Regions from separate parts of the Mus musculus genome. Here region 2 is linked to region 1. A link is a contact called in public Hi-C data. All regions are on one chromosome and are shown on one strand. Each heading gives the region's core, a stretch centred on a gene start, on an enhancer-like site or on the middle of the called end of the contact. The rest is flanking DNA. Distances are from core to core; before and after follow the strand shown.

Region 1 (4,618 bases), core at 1,414-3,913:
ATGATTTTGGGTAGTTTTGAGTTTATCTACTTTTTATTACCCATGCCTTTGTTAAAGACATTTTAGTGAGTTTTTAAAAATATGAGTGTAAAAGAGTACATACATCTGATTTATTAATGCAGACTTGTAGGAAGACAGTTTGAATTGACTGGGAAGAAAACAGAGACTGTTTTCAGTGCTGCTTGTGGAAACCATGGTTTTGCATTTGGCAAGTCCCATAGATGGAACAGTGTCCTCAGCCCGAGGGAACGCTCTATTCAGGTGATGTTGATGTTTATCTAGGAAAATACATTTGTTAAGCTAATTGAACCTTGCACTTAAAGTATTTTATCTTAGTTGTAAGTTACAGTTAATTTCAATAGATGCCGTGAAGAACATGTGTGATTAGTTCACTCCACTGTTTATAGATAGTGGTGTTGGACTGTTTGGGACAACACAGCTATGGACCTTCTTTTACCTGCTTTGAATCCAAAGGCATGCTTCTGTAGGAGTGTCGCTGCTGAGTCATCACATGCACAGGGTACTGCTGTTCCCAGTGCAGTTGGACCAGCTTGCACACGAGCAGCACAAGCATCCAGTTGCTCTGCAGCGTCGCCCTGCTTCGTGTTAACCTGTTTTCAAATTTTGGTCGCTGTAGTTGGCGTGGGCAGTGGTTTGGATTATAGTTTTAATTTATATTTTCCATGAGACAGAGTTGATTGTGCATCCATTTTAATTGTATACTTGTAGGCATTCTTTGAGTATTCCAAATGGAAAATTTGGTGGCTACAGAAGTATAGTCGGTGCCCACTGACCTTGCCTTTCCAATCCTTACGACCTCTGTTAAGGTTCTTATTTCACTGCAGTCTGAGTGAGTGATACTTTGTTTTTAATACTTTGAACTCTCTCTTAAGCATTTTGCTGTGTTCTTTGTCCATGAAGGTGCTGCACTGTGGATATTAAGATGCTCTTTTGATTTATCAGTCACAGCCAAAGCTACAGTTTGCCTATCATTATTTGGGCCTGCGGTTTGAGACCAAGACGAGTATTTTTCTTGTGATATTTATTTTGATTTTCATGGGTCTTAGTGTAAAGTCTGTGCCTTTCCAGTTACTGTGTAGCAGAAACCAGCTCACTTATGGTGTCCGTCTTGAGTGTCTTGAGTTGGTCCATAACTATGCTCTGGCCTGGAGTTGGCCCCGTGGAAGCTATGTAATACTTTCCAAACCAAGAATAATTTTATATTTTTACAGGTTTGTTTAAAAAGAGAAAGAGAAAGAACACACCAGATACTGTAGGTACTTAAGAGCCCTAAATATTGACTGCTAGTTCCTTACAGGTGCTCATCATATGTGTTGTTCTGTTCCATTGGTCGTTTGTGTTGTTTGCTTTTTCAGACAGGATTTCTCTGTGTAGCCCTGATTGTCCTGGAACCTACTATGTAGACCGGGCTGGCCTCCAGAGTTCAGCCTGCCTCTGCCTCCCTTGTGCTGGGATTAAAGCCCAACACCATGCCCAGCCCATTGGTCATTTTATTTGCATTGAGCCAACACTGCTTCTGTTTGCTGTGGCTTGATAAATGATTCTATCTATAGTGCATCCTTCATTTGCTTGACTGAGATCTAACAGTGCTTTGTCACGAATCTGCGTGCATGACGTTCCAGATTAAACCCACAAAAAGAAAAGGAAAAAAAATTCTGACAAATTTTGTTCATTATGTACTATCATAAAAGCTTTAGAATTGGGTTTTCAGTTGTTAGAAATTTTCTTGTGTATGCGTTACAAAATTTAAATGTTGAAAAACACTTGCCTTCAGGAGGCTGAGGCAGAGACAGGTGTGTCTGAATTTGAGGCTAGCCTAGACTGTACGAGATCAGTATCTATTCAGGATTTCCAGTACCACTTTCTCAGGAGATTTATTGGCCCTATAGGAACTGAGCACAGGGAATAAGAGAGAAAGCAGGGAACGAGGGAGACGGGGAGAGAGATTTGTCCAGATGACAAAGGACTGCCTCTGGATAGAGAGGAGACACGTGTGGCACATAGCAAAATGGCTGTTTATAAAGGTAAGAGGGGAAACCCTGTGTTAGGATGAGGTGTTTAATTGGGCATGTTAACTAGGGAAGCCAAAGGGGGCTTTTGATTGCTGGACTTTGTTAGCTGGACCTTGGTAGTCAGCCTTGGGAGGAGAAAGTGGCCGAATAAGGAAATAGACCTTGGGGGCTAGCTTCAGGAATGTAATCTAGTGATTTTTAGTAAGGAAAAGGGAATTGGTTAGAAGGACCAGGCCTGCCACAGCCTTTTTGCCATGCTCGAGTTCCTTAATGGGTCACAGAGTGAGTTCCAGGACACCCAGGCACACATAGAGACAGAAACCCTAACACAAAACAAAAGCATCCTTGCCATGTTGAATCTTGTAGTGTGTGTCTCAGATTAATTGGTCAGCATCTATTGGAATACCCCTTAGGTTTTTCTTCATCTTTTGATATAGTGAATATATATTGATTAGATTTTTAGATGTAACCAATGTTGTGACCAAACCAAGCTTGTTTGCATTGTTGTGCTCATCAGCCTCTTGGCTCGGTCTTCTATTTGAAGATTTTCACTTCTCAGCTCAGTGACTGTGTGTTGTCATCCGCAGACACGGAGTGGCAGCAGCTAAGCGAGGGGAATGGGTGACTCATGCCGAGAGTTAGCAGAGAATGATCGCAGTGGATAAGAACTGAGGAGGACTGGGAAAGGGCAGTGATACAATCTGGTCCTAAGGGAAAACGTGAAGGAAAGATTTGTCAGTAAAAGCCTCACCCTTCAGTCTGGATCCAAGGAAGACTCAGCTGGGCCGTAAAGCAGTGGAGGAGTTCAGGGAGCAGTCTTCTTGATGAACACCACTTTGGACAACAGTGGGGACATGCCTACTTAATGGGGACATGGCAGTGGGCTGATGGCTGGCTACTGCAGAAGGTTCTCAGAGGGATGTCTGGCACAGTGCCTCTGTGATGCTCGCCAGCCCGGAACACCTTGCTTTCCTTCCTAGCCTTTGGAGACTGGTAGGCTCTTTACCTTGTCTAGCTTTCCTGAGAGCAGGAGTTGACTCTGAAGCCGACTTTTACTTTATGTATTTAGAAACTTTTGCTTATTTATAGATAATGAAAAATTTGATTTTTTTTGTTGTTGAATCTTCTTTAAATTTATTTTCATTTGTATTATGTGTATGAGTGTTTTGCCTGCATATATGTCTGTTAGTCACTTTCACCCTCGGTGGCCAGAATAGGGCATTAGAACAGTGGTCCTCAGCCTTCCTGATGCTGTGATCCATTACTACAGTTTCTCATGCTGTGGTGACCCCAACCATAAAATTATTATTGTTACCACTTCATAACTATAATCTTGCTACTGTTATGAATCATAATATAAATATCTGATGTTCAGGATAGCTGATATGCAACCCCTGTAAAAGGGTCTTTAGACACTCAAAGGGGTCTAGATGTACAGGTTGCGAACCACTGCCCTAGAACTAGAGTTACAGATGGTTGTGGGCTGCTTTTTAGGTGCTGGGAATTGAACCTCTGTCCTCTAAGAGGACAGCCAGTGCTCTTAAACCACCAAGCCCTCTCTCCCACCCTTTGTTTAATCTTTGTTGTAAGAGTCTGTTGATTCAGGGATTCTTAAAAGTTTGTTTGTTTGTTTGTTTGTTTATTTTCTCTTCATGCATTCTGTTTGGTAAGTTAAGTAATGTATATTCATTCTTTTAGTAGTTAGTTTGGAAATGCTCCTTCTCTTTCTGCTGCCTGTCTATGATTGCTGTGCTGTGTTGGAATCAGTTTTGATTTAATGAAATGCCTTTGTTTTGCCCCCATTTTTGCTTTGTCCATTCTCTACTAATCTTGGAGATACAACTCTCTTCTTACTTGGCTTCTGCTGTGACTCGTACATAAGTTGGTTATACCTTTGCTGAAGGTAAGCACAGGCACACGTGCACGCTGTCACACCCATGCGCTGTAAGGTTTTCTCTGCACCTTCAGTGCTCAGCCATTTCCTGACAGTGAGTGTAGCTGAGGGCTCTGGTGTTGGGTGAGTGGAACTTCTTGAGACTGGAGAGCCTTTGCTCCTCAAACTTTACCACAGTCTGTGTAAATACTGCAATTCAGTATTTTCATTTCTTAAAAATGTCTAGATTTTCATATTTTTGTTTGAAATAAAGAAGCTGATGGAAAAGTGGTAGGCAGTTTCAATTTTTGAAGGGTTATTTTGTAGGTTTCATAGCTAGTAAAAGATTGAAGATATGTTCATTAATAACACTGTGGAAATCCTTGCTCCCCAGAACAGCCTGTTGATTGTTCCTGTCTGTGGTAAGTTAGGTGAGAATTCCTGCCTCTTGATTAACCTGTTCCGAGAAACTAAGGCACTAACACAAGTTTGATACTGGGAAATAAGGAAACAAGAAGCAAAAATTGGTTATTAGATTATGCAAAGTAAAATATCGAGTTGTTGAGTATGGACTTTCCCTCGTAGCTCCCTCTGTGCTTGCCCCTTCCGCATCCTCCTCCTCTCTTTTTGTAGAATCAGGATTTCCTTATGTTGACTTGGCTGCTTTTGGACTCCTGGGCTCAAGTGACTCCTGTCTCAGCCTCCCAAGTCA
Region 2 (4,618 bases), core at 689-3,188, 190 kb before region 1:
TATACAACTTGTCTCAGAAGTGGGTACTTCCCAGGACTGGAGTAGAGCTAGGTTGTAGAGCATTTACCTACGGTGAAGGTGGCCCTGGGTTCCATCTGGTGCTGAAGAAATGTGGCTACTTTTCACAACAACATCAGCTTTTGTCAACTTTAGGAATCCTGAAGAAAATCTTAGTTTTGCAAATATGTATACGGAAAGAGATTGATTTCATTGTGAGCACAGAGCTCACTCACAATGCTGAGGTAATTCCCTTGGTTATCAAGCTGAGGAAATTCTATTAATTTTAAGAATTTAATAGTTCAGTTTGTAATTTTTAAAAGGCTAAAACTGTCAGCTGACAGAATAGGACAAGGCTACAAAGAATAAAATAGTTCAGTTTTCTCAACAGCCTCCTCTGGCAGGGCTGGGGGTTTCACAGAGCACCATACTACTGAACAAGCTTAGAATAGAAAGATAAACCAGGGAGCAGTGTGTCAGCCCAGACCATGATTGGCCCGATGCTGGCATTCATCTAACATTCTCTATAAACACTGTAGTGTGGCTGCATCTGAGTACTCACTATTTGAGCACTGGAATTGTGCTTGTTTGCATGGCTGATAAACTTTGTATTAACTTGTAACACACAGAAAAGAGCACTGATAATAAACATGCCCTGCAGTGACTATTCAACTAAGTAAATAGGCCTGTGTGTCATCACATAAATAGAGGCTGGGGGTGTGGCACATGCCTGTAACCCCGGCATTCAAGAAGCTAAAGTTGAGGCGGGCGTGGTGACACATCGCATGCCTTTAATCCCAGCACTCAGGAGGCAGAGGCAGGTGGATTTCTGAGTTTGAGGTCAGCCTGGTCTACAAAGTGAGTTCCAGGACAGCCAGGGCTATACAGAGAAACCCTGTCTCAAAATACCAAAAACAAACAAACAAACAAAAAAGAAGATAAAGTTTAAGGGTGGCAGATTCAAATTCAGCCTGAGCGACATAGCAACTTTGAGGCCAGCAGAAGCTATATAGTGATACTGTGTCTCAGAGACGGAGGGAGGCAAGAAAGAGAGGGAGGGAGGGAGGGAGGACAGGAGTTACCAATTATCTGCTGTGTTGTTCTTCAACTTAAAAGGGATACTCAATAATTTAGTAAGAATGAAATCCACTTTATCCTTAAAAATCTCTAGACTTTGTAACTCTACTATATGAGAGGATCTGTGCTGAGTAGCCAATCCCACCTGTTAGAGTCATCTTTAAATCGCCAGTTGTTTGTTGAAAGAATAAAGGAATGAACAGCTAAGCCAGCATTCACGTCCAAGTACCAAGGCAATGAAGGAGAAAGAGTGCACACTGCTCATGTTAGAAGAACCTTCACTTCCTTTAACTCACTGGGCATGATTCCTGTGACCTTGCCACAGGGTGTTAGCAATGTTCCTAGCCCAGGTGTCATTTTTGTTTGGTCCAAGTGTGAAAAAAAGGTAAAGATGAACTTCCCATGGAACACCCAGGTGAAAGCTCCCTTCCCCAAGATACAGTTTGCACAGGGTAGGAATTTATGCTTCCAGATTCTGGCCAGGATTCTGATGTCACAGACAATTAAATATAGCTTGTCAAAGGTGAAGACTCACAACTATTCTTCTCTGAGGTTCTGACAACACACACACTTTTTAAAAAAGTCCAGCTGCAATTCAAGGTGCAGTCTGCGGCCATAGAGCAGATCAAAATAACCCCAGGGCCCCACAACAGTCAACTGTTGGCATCATTCCATGGCCTGAGGAGCTGGCCAATCAAACCAGGAAGGGATTAATGCCTAACTAGAATGTGAATTGTTGCTTTCCAATAGAGCAATTTAAAGATTAAGGGGGAAAAACTCCTGGGCAGTCTGGTCCCACTGCCATGCAGTTCCACTGGCAGCTTTGATGAATAACTATCGCTTCAGCCACTGGCTCTCTTCTCTCACCTCTGGGCAGTAGTTTTTGTTGCCAGTGGCAGAGCCAGCTGTGAGGAGGGACTGGATTGGTGCAGAGCCCTCTGCTCTGCTTCCAGTCTCTGCTAACAGCTACCTGCTTCACAGCTAATTGTGCAGACATGTCAGGGAGATCCCTGATGGAATTCCCAGCCCCTGGCCCTTGCAGGTAAGACTTGTCAGGACTCTGCCTCGAAGCCATCTGTTGGGGAAGTAGGTGGTTATCCATCCACCATCTGTTGTGGAGGTGGGAGTCCATCCACACTCAGAAAGAAAGCTCACTGGGCATGCAGATGAACTGGATGCTACGACAGCAGATACTGCCAGAAAATAGGACAAATGGAATTTTAGAAAAGAAGTTGTTCTGCTTCTACTTAAAACAAGGACACATGGTGGATCATTGCACTGGGTCTTTCCTTTGAGAGGCATCCTTCTGTCCTTCTCCTTTTATCTCTGATTACAACACATACTTGCCTGCTGCTTCCCTTCCCTCCTCCAATTGCTGGCATGATGCCAATGGAGAGACACCCACTTCATTTGTTCCTTGCAATGTGCTGCCTTGCTTGTGGCCCATTCAATGACACCAAAAAAGGAAGCAAAGGTCTGGCATGGTCAGATGAGCAATAGAGGTTCTCTCTCTCTCTCTCTCTCTCTCTCTCTCTCTCTCTCTCTCTCTCCCTCCCTCCCTCCCTCTCTCCTCTTTCTTTCTTTCTTTCTTTCTTTCTTTCTTTCTTCCTTCCTTCCTTTCTTCCTTCCTTTCTTTCTTTCTTTCTTTCTTTCTTTCTTTCTTTCTTTCTTTCTAAGACAGGGTTTCTTAGTGCAGCCCTGACTGTCACTCTGTATGTAGACCAGGCCAGCCTCAAACTCACAGAGATCCACCTGACTCTGCCTCCCAAGTGCTGCGATTAAAGGTGTGTGCCACCACCACCTAAATAGAGGGATTTTTCATTGTGATCTTCTGTTATGTGCATTCATAAAGAAACCAAGATACAACTAATTCTCTGTAAAACTGTATGATGATGTCTAAGACATATGATTTAAAGAATTTTTAGAGAGTTAGACTTTTTTCCTAAACTACAAATTGATTTTTGACTCATAATTACTTTGTACTGTGATAACTTAAGGTTTGCTATTCACGTGGAAAGTCTCAAAGTTTAGCTTCAAACACTGTTAGAAAAAGTGTCCCAACAAAACACCCATGGAAGGAGTTACAGAGACAAAGTTTGGAGCTGTGACGAAAGAATGGACCATCTAGTGATTGCCATATCCAGGGATCCATCCCATAATCAGCTTCCAAACGCTGACACCATTGCATACACTAGCAAGATTTTGCTGAAAGGACCCAGATATAGCTGTCTCTTGTGAGACTATGCCAGGGCCTAGCAAACACGGAAGTGGATGCTCACAGTCAGCTATTGGATGGGTCACACGGCCCCCAATGGAGGAGCTAGAGAAAGTACCCAAGGAGCTAAAGGGAACTGCAGCCCTATAGGTGGAACAACATTATGAACTAACCAGTATTCCGGAGCTCTTGTCTCTAGCTGCATATGTATCAAAAGATGGCCTAGTCGGCCATCACTGGAAAGAGAGGCCCTTTGGACTTGCAAACTTTATATGCCCCAGTACAGGGGAACGCCAGGGCCAAAAAGGGGGAGTGGATGGGTAGGGGATGGGGGGGGGTATGAGGGACTTTTGGGATAGCATTGGAAATGTAAATGAGGAAAATACCTAATTAAAAAAAAGAGAGAAAAAATATTAATAAGAAAAACTGAAAAAAAAAAGTGTCCCAGACGTAATCTCCCCTTTTGGTGATGTGCCCAGGAAACAGGGTCATTGGTTTCCAAATACAGTTCATATATATAGAGAGAGATCTTATTTATATATAAAAAGTTCTACTTGAATCTTTGTCCCCTTAACTGTATTATCATTTTTGATTGTTTGTTTGCTTGCTTGCTTGCTTTTTAATTCTAAAACAAAACAGTATGATGGCACATGCCCATAACCTTCACACAGGGGAGACTGAGGCAGAAGCACTTGAGGTTCAAGGTCAGGCTTGCCTGACAATCAGGCTCTGTTGCCTTCCCTGGAAGAATCAGGGTAGCTGCCATTTGCCTGGGTCTGTGTTTTCTGGGCTCCAGAGGAATAGAAAGCAAGAGGCTAGCAGCTCTGAGCCCGGGGCTTGGTAGCTCATGCTTCATATAACCTCAAAACAATTGGAATTTTTGCATCTGAATTTTTCCATCATCAACCTTTGCAACTCTAAACCCTTCAAGGATCTTGAGTAGAAGTAAAGAAGAAATGTGGTGTTTGATTTAAGGACAGAGTAAGCTGGCAGAGAACAATGTCCTTTGGAATACATTTCTCTTTATTCTTTTCATATCCTTGTCAGATTTGTCCACAAGATAAAAGAACCCACAACACAGATCAACACATTTATGTAATATTACTTTAAAGCTTTGTGTGTGTGTCAGATTTCTCGCTTGTCCCCAGTATAGTTTCTCCCTCATTCAAATGAAAGAGCATTTCAGCAAAGATAAGCAACTATAATACAGTCTCTTAATCTGACATATAATGGAGAAAGGCTGCTTGCGTCTACAAGGACACTGGCATTCTGCCTATTAGTGGAGAGGCTAAAGTTTTCTCTCTTTTTTTTCAACTGTTTTGTTCTATT

What was found. A called contact is a pair of places that touch in the nucleus more often than the background predicts.
Region 2: a contact with region 1 is called in a Hi-C map of cerebellum, with 1.7 times the contacts expected there. The contact joins two enhancer-like sites. A contact is called at or near these places in 8 of 484 Hi-C or Micro-C datasets (the 3T3-L1 cell line, 3T3-L1-derived adipocytes, the HPC-7 cell line and 4 more) and 2 of 115 datasets of contacts at active chromatin or transcription factors (bone marrow-derived macrophages and embryonic stem cells).

What each region holds. Positions count from the first base shown.
Region 1 is chr2:20,901,511-20,906,128 of GRCm38.p6, reverse strand. The region is part of intron 3 of Arhgap21 (Rho GTPase activating protein 21); the gene reads left to right. Among named protein-coding and RNA genes, the nearest start is that of Arhgap21, 64 kb to the left of the region's middle. Within about 2 kb of position 2,663, at least 30 of the 459 cell types and tissues checked have an H3K27ac peak or open chromatin away from gene starts, as enhancers often do. A contact at or near this core is called in cerebellum, where this site is marked.
Region 2 is chr2:21,089,016-21,093,633 of GRCm38.p6, reverse strand. It overlaps the pseudogene Gm13377. Among named protein-coding and RNA genes, the nearest start is that of Enkur, 110 kb to the left of the region's middle. Within about 2 kb of position 1,938, at least 15 of the 459 cell types and tissues checked have an H3K27ac peak or open chromatin away from gene starts, as enhancers often do. A contact at or near this core is called in cerebellum, where this site is marked.